Regions from separate parts of the Anser cygnoides genome. Here region 1 is linked to region 2. Evidence: chromatin contacts called from public Hi-C data. All regions are on one chromosome and are shown on one strand. The core of a region is the stretch at or near the end of the contact, and the rest is flanking DNA. Distances in the headings are between cores, read along the strand shown.

Evidence for each region. Hi-C and Micro-C count contacts between places; a contact is called where the count stands out from the background.
Region 1: a Hi-C map of liver shows a contact between it and region 2, with 2.6 times the contacts expected there. The contact joins the promoter of IRF7 here to the enhancer-like site in region 2. A contact is called at or near these places in 2 of 7 Hi-C or Micro-C datasets (both in liver).

Annotation. Positions count from the first base shown.
Region 1 is chr5:20,533,014-20,536,337 of Taihu_goose_T2T_genome, reverse strand. IRF7 (interferon regulatory factor 7) reads right to left here and starts at 1,574. Exons shown (of 11, transcript XM_048058585.2): 1 at 1,397-1,574; 2 at 1,135-1,297; 3 at 510-672; 4 at 354-427; 5 at 159-204; 6 at 1-11. The coding sequence starts at 1,419. LOC125182167 (a long non-coding RNA gene) reads left to right here and starts at 1,166. Exons shown (of 4, transcript XR_007161318.2): 1 at 1,166-1,374; 2 at 2,450-2,783.
Region 2 is chr5:20,441,289-20,444,535 of Taihu_goose_T2T_genome, reverse strand. PNPLA2 (patatin like phospholipase domain containing 2) reads left to right here. Exons shown (of 9, transcript XM_048058828.2): 2 at 2,787-3,019; 3 at 3,197-3,247. Among named protein-coding and RNA genes, the nearest start is that of PNPLA2, 11 kb to the left of the region's middle. Within about 2 kb of position 1,300, at least 2 of the 3 cell types and tissues checked have open chromatin away from gene starts, as enhancers often do. A contact at or near this core is called in liver, where this site is marked.

The sequences.
Region 1 (3,324 bases), core at 325-2,824, 92 kb before region 2:
AGTGGCGCTGCCTGGGGGGGCACAGCGGGGGGAGCTTTTACCAGCCATCGGCGAACCCAAATTACAGCCCCTGCCAGCCAGGGGGACCCCACGGTGGCTCGGCCCTGGGGCAAACCCACCCAGAGCCCCCCCACACAAGCTGGGGGACCGGTGCCTACCTCGGGGGGCGATTTGCGGGGCCACATCGTGGTGGTTGAGCTCCAGCTGCAAAGGGAAGCAGGAGGGGGCTTTACTGACAGGGCCTGGGGGGCCGGGGCGGGTGCTGGGCTCCAGTTCTGGAGCACCCCAAGGATTTGGGGGACGGGGGCTGCAGGCCCTGGCTCCCTCCCCTCCTGCCATGCTGACCCCGTTACCTGTGGCTGCTGCGGCGGCGGGGCGTCCGCCATGGGGCCCCCAAAACCTCCGTCCTGGCCATGCTGGGGGGCAGCTGGAAGGAGAACGGGGTGAGGGGGGGGTCCCCGAGCTCAGCCCCCCCATTCCCCAGTTGCTCCTTGCAGGCCTGGGCTCACCTGAGGAGACGGCGAAGACCTTGTGAGGGTCATCGCTGTTCTTGGAGTGGTCCTCCAGCGGCGTGAACATGTGGGTGCTCCTCAGGGCGCAGCGGAAATTGGTCTTCCACTTGGCCGGGTCCTCGGGGCTCCCCTCGTACCTCCCGCTGGCCTGCGCCCAGGCCTGGGGGGCGCGGGGGGGGTGAGCGCAGGGACCCCAGCTCTGGGGACACCCAGTTTGGGGGATGCCCGGGGCCCCCCTCCCCAAGTCCGCCCACCTCACCCACCGTGGAGACCTCACGGTCACTGCGGGCCTACACCTGTCCCCCCTGCCTTGTGGTCAGCCCGTCCCCCCCACCTTGAGGAACTTGAGGTCACCGCTGGTCCCCCCCTGCCTACAGAAGGGGTGAGGTGGGAAGGGGCCTCTGGAAGCCCTCTGGTCCAACCCTGCTCAAGCAGGGCCACCTAGGGCCAGTTGCACCCATTCCCACCCACCTTGAAGGCCTTGGGGGTGGGGGGGGGCGCTGCTGGTGGCCTCCATCTCACCTGCCTTGAAGGCTCTGGGGTCTGTGCTGTCTGCACCCCCTTCCCATCCAACCTCAATGGCCCAGGTGGGGTGGCCACCTCTGCCCTCCATCCCACCCACCTTGAAGATCTCGATGTCGCTGCTGGTGACGTCCTTCCTGGCGTTGTGCTTCCAGGGGATGCGGAAGACCCTGCGGGCCGGGTCGGTCCAGCAGAGCCCCTGGTACAAGCCGCTGTTGATGGCGTTCACCAGCCACGGCCCAAAGCGCAGCTTCTGGGCATCCCTGCGGGGACACGGGGCCGTCACCGCGGGGGACTCGGGGCTCGCAGACCCCCGGCCTGGTGCTGGGCCCCCTGCCTGGTGAGTGGAGGCTGCTGCTTACCCTTTGCTCTCCGCTGCTGCCATGGTGTCCCTGCTGCCCTCGCACCGCTGCCAAAGCCCCCAGCGGCTGGCTGGGGGGGGTGGTCCCGGTGCCTTTCCCCCTCACCCCTTGGTATCGGGGTTCCCTCCCGCGGGTGCTGGCTCTTATAGGAGCGGCAGCGGGAGCGGCTTTCCTGGAAATCACGTGGGGCTCCCGAAACTGAAACCGGCCGCTTGGGTGGCCCAGGGTGGGGGAGGAACGGGCGGTTGGCTGGGGGGGGTCATGGCACCGAGCTGCAACCCATGGGTCCCCCTTTTACAGGATCCCCCCCTTCCCCTCCCCGTCCCCGCTGTGCAGGGGGCTTGGCTCAGGATGGAGGTGCATGGCCCCCCCCCCCCCCCCCCCCCCCCCCAAACACCACTGGGATGATGGCGGGGGGGGTGAGCAGGAGCAGCCCCCAGCCCCGTTGTGCCCACCCAAAAGCAATTTGTGCCCTCAGAGGTAATTATTGCACTGCCCAGTGCCGCTGCAATGTTTGCAACCCCCGCCCCTCAAACAACAACAACAACAACAACAACAAAGCAAATCCAGGCTGAAAGCTGCACTTGTAAAAGCTGGACCCCTGGGGGCTGCAGGCCCGGAGGCGATGAGGGCTGGGGGGGGGGGAGGGGGTCCGGGCAGGATCAGGCCCCGCTGTGCTGGGTGGGGGGGCCGTGGGGTGCCCCGTGCCGGCCTCGGCGACTCCCGGCCCCGGTTTCGGTGCCGCGGCTGTGGTTTCTGCATCCAGCACGGCTGCCGGCCCCTCTCGCTCCCCACGGGCTGCTCCAGCCCCAAAAAGCCGAGGCAAGGGAGGGCAGCACCCCAAAATGGAGTAACGCAGCACCGAGGGCAGAACGGGGCTGGCCCCCGGACGCCCCAAAACGCCCGGGTCTGGCTGGGAATGGGCTGCGCCCGCCACCACCGGGGCTTTCCGGGTGCACCGGCACGCAGGGCTTGACCTTGGGGCTGGAAACTCCCGTGCCTCCTTTTCTGTGTTTGTTTGCTCGATACTTATTGCGAGGCTTCTTCTTTCAGGCTGCCTCGGTTTGCACGCTAAGGAGCTCCCGGGGCGAAGGCTCCCCACGCAGCCCGAGGACAGTGCGGCCGCACCACCACAAAGCCTCCTGCCACCGCTGCCACCTCGCTTGATGGAAATGCCAGGGTTTAACACACAAAAAAAGAGGGAAACAAATAAATCAGGCCTGATGCTGTACGTCCCCACGGGGACATTCCTGATGGCACCCCATGAGGGTGCCCACCTGCAGGTGCTGCGGCCCCGCAAGCCCCTGGGAGGGGGACAGAGGCTGGGGGCACATTCCCTGAGCTGGAAAGGGGAAGCGGCACCCGGCCGGGCTGCAGCTGGTTTCCAGTAAGTGCCGGGGGCCCGTCACGGAAAACAGCCCCCCCTGCACCTCCGGGATTGGGGAGGCCACGCGTTAAACGAGTGGGGAAAATGGGGAATGGCAGCGGCTTGGGGCAGGCGGCATTAAGGCTGAGCACTCGCTTCTCCCTGAGCCTGGCCGAGCTCTGCGGGGAGCGTTTAAAACCAAAAAGCCCCCAGAGGCAGAGAGGCCTCAAGTGCTGACATCTTGGGGCCCAAGCACCTGCTCTGGGCCTCTTTCTCCTTACACTTCTTGCTTGTGAGGAATTTTCCTCCTCCTTTCCAGGAACTTCTCCCTGTTGCTTAAGAGGAAGCACTGAATGGTTCCCAGGAAATTTCCCTTTGCTCCCCAGTAATTTCTTCTCCTTCCTTGCCAGGACTTCCCCCGTTGCATTGTACAAAGTTCCTCTGCTGTCCCTCTCTGTTGCCCTGCAGGAAATTTCCCCCTTACTTCCCAGGGACTCCTTCCTTGTCTTCCAGGAACGTTCCCCGTGGCTTTGCAGGATATTTCCCTCCCATTGCTTTTTGG
Region 2 (3,247 bases), core at 51-2,550:
TGGGGAGAAGCATTTGGTGGGGGAAAAGAGCTGATACCAGCTGTGGGAGGTTGGCAGTACTCCTTGTGATGTACCCCAAGAGAGGAAAATAAACGTTGTGGTTTTCCCCGTGACCCTGTGCTCTGAATCATCAGATCCATCAAAAAACAAACTTTTCTGTGGACTGGAGTTGGCACAGGATTACCCCGGCAGGGGCAGACAGTTTGTGGCTGACTCCTGCAGGATTTTTCTCTCTACCACCTCTCTCATTCAGCTGCTCCCTCTGGCAGACTCCTTTAAGTCCCATCACTACCAGAAAAGCTATTCCAGGAAAAACCAGCTCAAATTCTGTTCGCTCTCTCACCTCTCCTTTCTCCTCCCGAACTTATTTCCAGGAGGGCTTGCCATCTGTCATGGATCTAGCTGCGTAAACCTGACTCCTCTGGCTGAACCCTCAGCTGGCCTTATTTCCAGGAAAGCCGGTGGCGCTGCAGATCGCCCTGTGCCTTCCTCGTCCCACGGAGCTCCTCTGTACTCGGTTTCGGTGCAAGCGAGCCAACAAGTCCAACAAGATCAGAGGTGCCCTCAAACTGAAATACCTGAGAAGCTGCTTTTGCACAATCTGTTTATATGCACACATTTAAAACAAACAAACAAACAACAAAAAAAAATTCAAAAAATCCAATTGCTAATTATCAATAACTCTTATTTTGTCCCCAGTTCTCCCATGTCCCCCTGTCCTGCTTGGCTGGGTAACGACGACAGAGAAGCAGCTGGAGCCCAAGTCCCTCCTCAGATGCCAAGACAGTCTGTTTCCTGGCATATTTGGGACTTTGTTTTCCCTAAGCAACTCCCAGCTCAGACTTTTTGCTCAGACGTTAGTCATAAGCTCTGTATAACTGCAGTTGTTCCCAGTGTCGCTGTCGCATCTCTGCACGCTGAGGTGCCAAGTCTGAAGGCAAGCTTCTCTAAGCGCCATCCCTGAGCCGCCCTCCCCAGCATGGCCCTGTGAGTGGGGTGTCCCCGTGGCTCAGGCTCCCACCCTATTTATTACTGGGGTTTCAGCAAGGCCAGCAGCTCTGTGACGCACTCCGTGCAGTGGGGCTTCCAGGGCTCGTGTGGCCAAGGTGCTGGAGTGGGCTCCATCCAGTTTTGGGCTCTGCTGCAGGTTCTTTGTGTGTATTTCTTCCTCTCGTTAGGCACAAAGGTGTCTTAGGCACGGAGTGCTAACAAGTTGTCATTTCTGGCTGTTGTCCTTCGTGTTGGGAAGGATGTTGAACCGTGCAGCTACTATCTGGAACAGGCTGGGCTCAGTGGCTTACGGCTAATTGAGTAAGTAAGATCAGAATTAGGCTGCTAAACATTGCTTTAGGAAAGAGCAGAAGACTGGGATTATAGGGCTAAAAATTGCTTCGGAGAGGGGAACTTGGATTTTCCGCTGAGTTGCTACCTCACAGTACCCAAATCCTGACCCCAGAGCCTCTGGTCGTGGTCAAGGGTCTCATTTAGTGCTCGCTCGAGCTGCTGGTGTTGCTGGCTTTCGTGCGCACACAGTCGCGTTAACAGGCTGCCTTAGTGGAAAACATGTTGCTGGCACACGTGTATTGCAAAAGAATGGGATGTGTCAACACCCGCAGTGCGCTGGGGGTGGTGTTTCCCTTATCTCTGTTAACCTGAGTCTAACTCGGCTGCCTCCTTTCTGCAGTCACAGGGCTGAGAGGGACAGGGAGCAAACCAGAGGGATTTCAAGTTGGCTGGCACTGACAGCAGCTTTCATCTTTGCCCAAAAACCAAACTGCAGCTTGGGGAGAAGATTTAATTGGTGAAAGCGTGGCTGTTTCCCCCAGTTCCTTTAATTCTTGCCTGGATACTTTCCTCACCCGTGTGTTCCCTGTGTCTCTGGGATTGCAGCGACTGGCGGGTGCTCAGAGGAGTCACTGCCCCGTGTCTCACCACGGCTTGGGCTGCGTGTGGAAGCAGCAGTCAGGGTGCGCAAAGGGCAGCGTGTTGGGCACGGAGGGTTTGGCTTGGGGTGAGGTTTTTGTTTTGTTTTCTCCCTTCCCTCCTTTCCCACCACGGAGCCCTGATGCTCTTGCCAGGCTGGGCTCCTAGTGACCGTGAGATACTGGGCTTAGCAGGCGTACAGATGTCCCTTTTGTGCTGAGGGGGTGTCTTCTCCCCTCCAAACCCAGCTGGGTCACTGTGTGGAAGTGTAAAGCAGGCGTGCTTCTGGGAATCCTTGCCATCGGGGCCTGGTTTAGTGCTCGGGAGTCGGACACGGGCGGGATGGACACCAAAGCCTCACCAGGGGGCTCGAAGTCCACCCCTGTCCATAGTGTCTGTTTTGCTACCTGAGACATGAGTGATGCTACCAGCAGAGCTGTGATGATCAGCTGGAAAGCAGTGAGATTCCTGTTTTCTGGTGCTTTTGCTTATGGGCAAATGTCTATTGAAATGAAAATACCTGTTTTCTGTCACTGTCTTTTCAACAGTCCTTCACAGGCCACTCAAGCAGGGCCTCCTGAGAAAGCGTGAGGCCTTACCAAGATGCATGTGATCTTCGCCGACTTTGTATAACGTGTGTAAGACAAGGGTGGCTGTTTACAGTGTGGGAGTGAGAATGCAAATGCAGCAAGCTTCTGTGACTCTCCCACAGTGCCTGTAATAGCCACGCATCTCGAGCTATATTGGCACGTAGGGAGAAACCTCTGAGTAAAGCTCTGTTGAAGGTTTTTCTACGCCTTGTTTTGTGAAGAAGGCTGGTTTTGCTAGCGTTTCACCAGGCATTTTTCTTCCTATCGTGGCAGGTGAGGCTGGTGCCAGCATTATTCGAGTGTCGAAAGAAGCACGGAAGAGGTTCTTGGGGCCGCTCCACCCATCTTTCAACTTGGTGAAGATCATTCGGATCTGCCTGTCCAAGACCGTGCCGGACAATGGGCACGAGGTCGCAGCAGGACGTTTGGGTATTTCCCTCACGCGGGTGTCTGATGGAGAAAACGTCATACTGTCGGACTTCCACTCCAAGGAGGAGCTCATCCAGGTGACTGGAAACTTCTTGCAGAGGGCTGGGCAAGAACTGCAAGCTGGTTTGTTTTGCCTTGGACTCCCAATGTCCTTCGTAACGTAGTTTAATTCTCAGCATGTGCCAGTACAGTTCTCAGGCTAACTCAGTAGGCTTTGATGTGATTCTTACGTGCTGGATCTCTTTCTTCCCCAGGCCTGTGTTTGCAGCACCTTCATCCCTGTCTACTGTGGGCTGATACCTCCA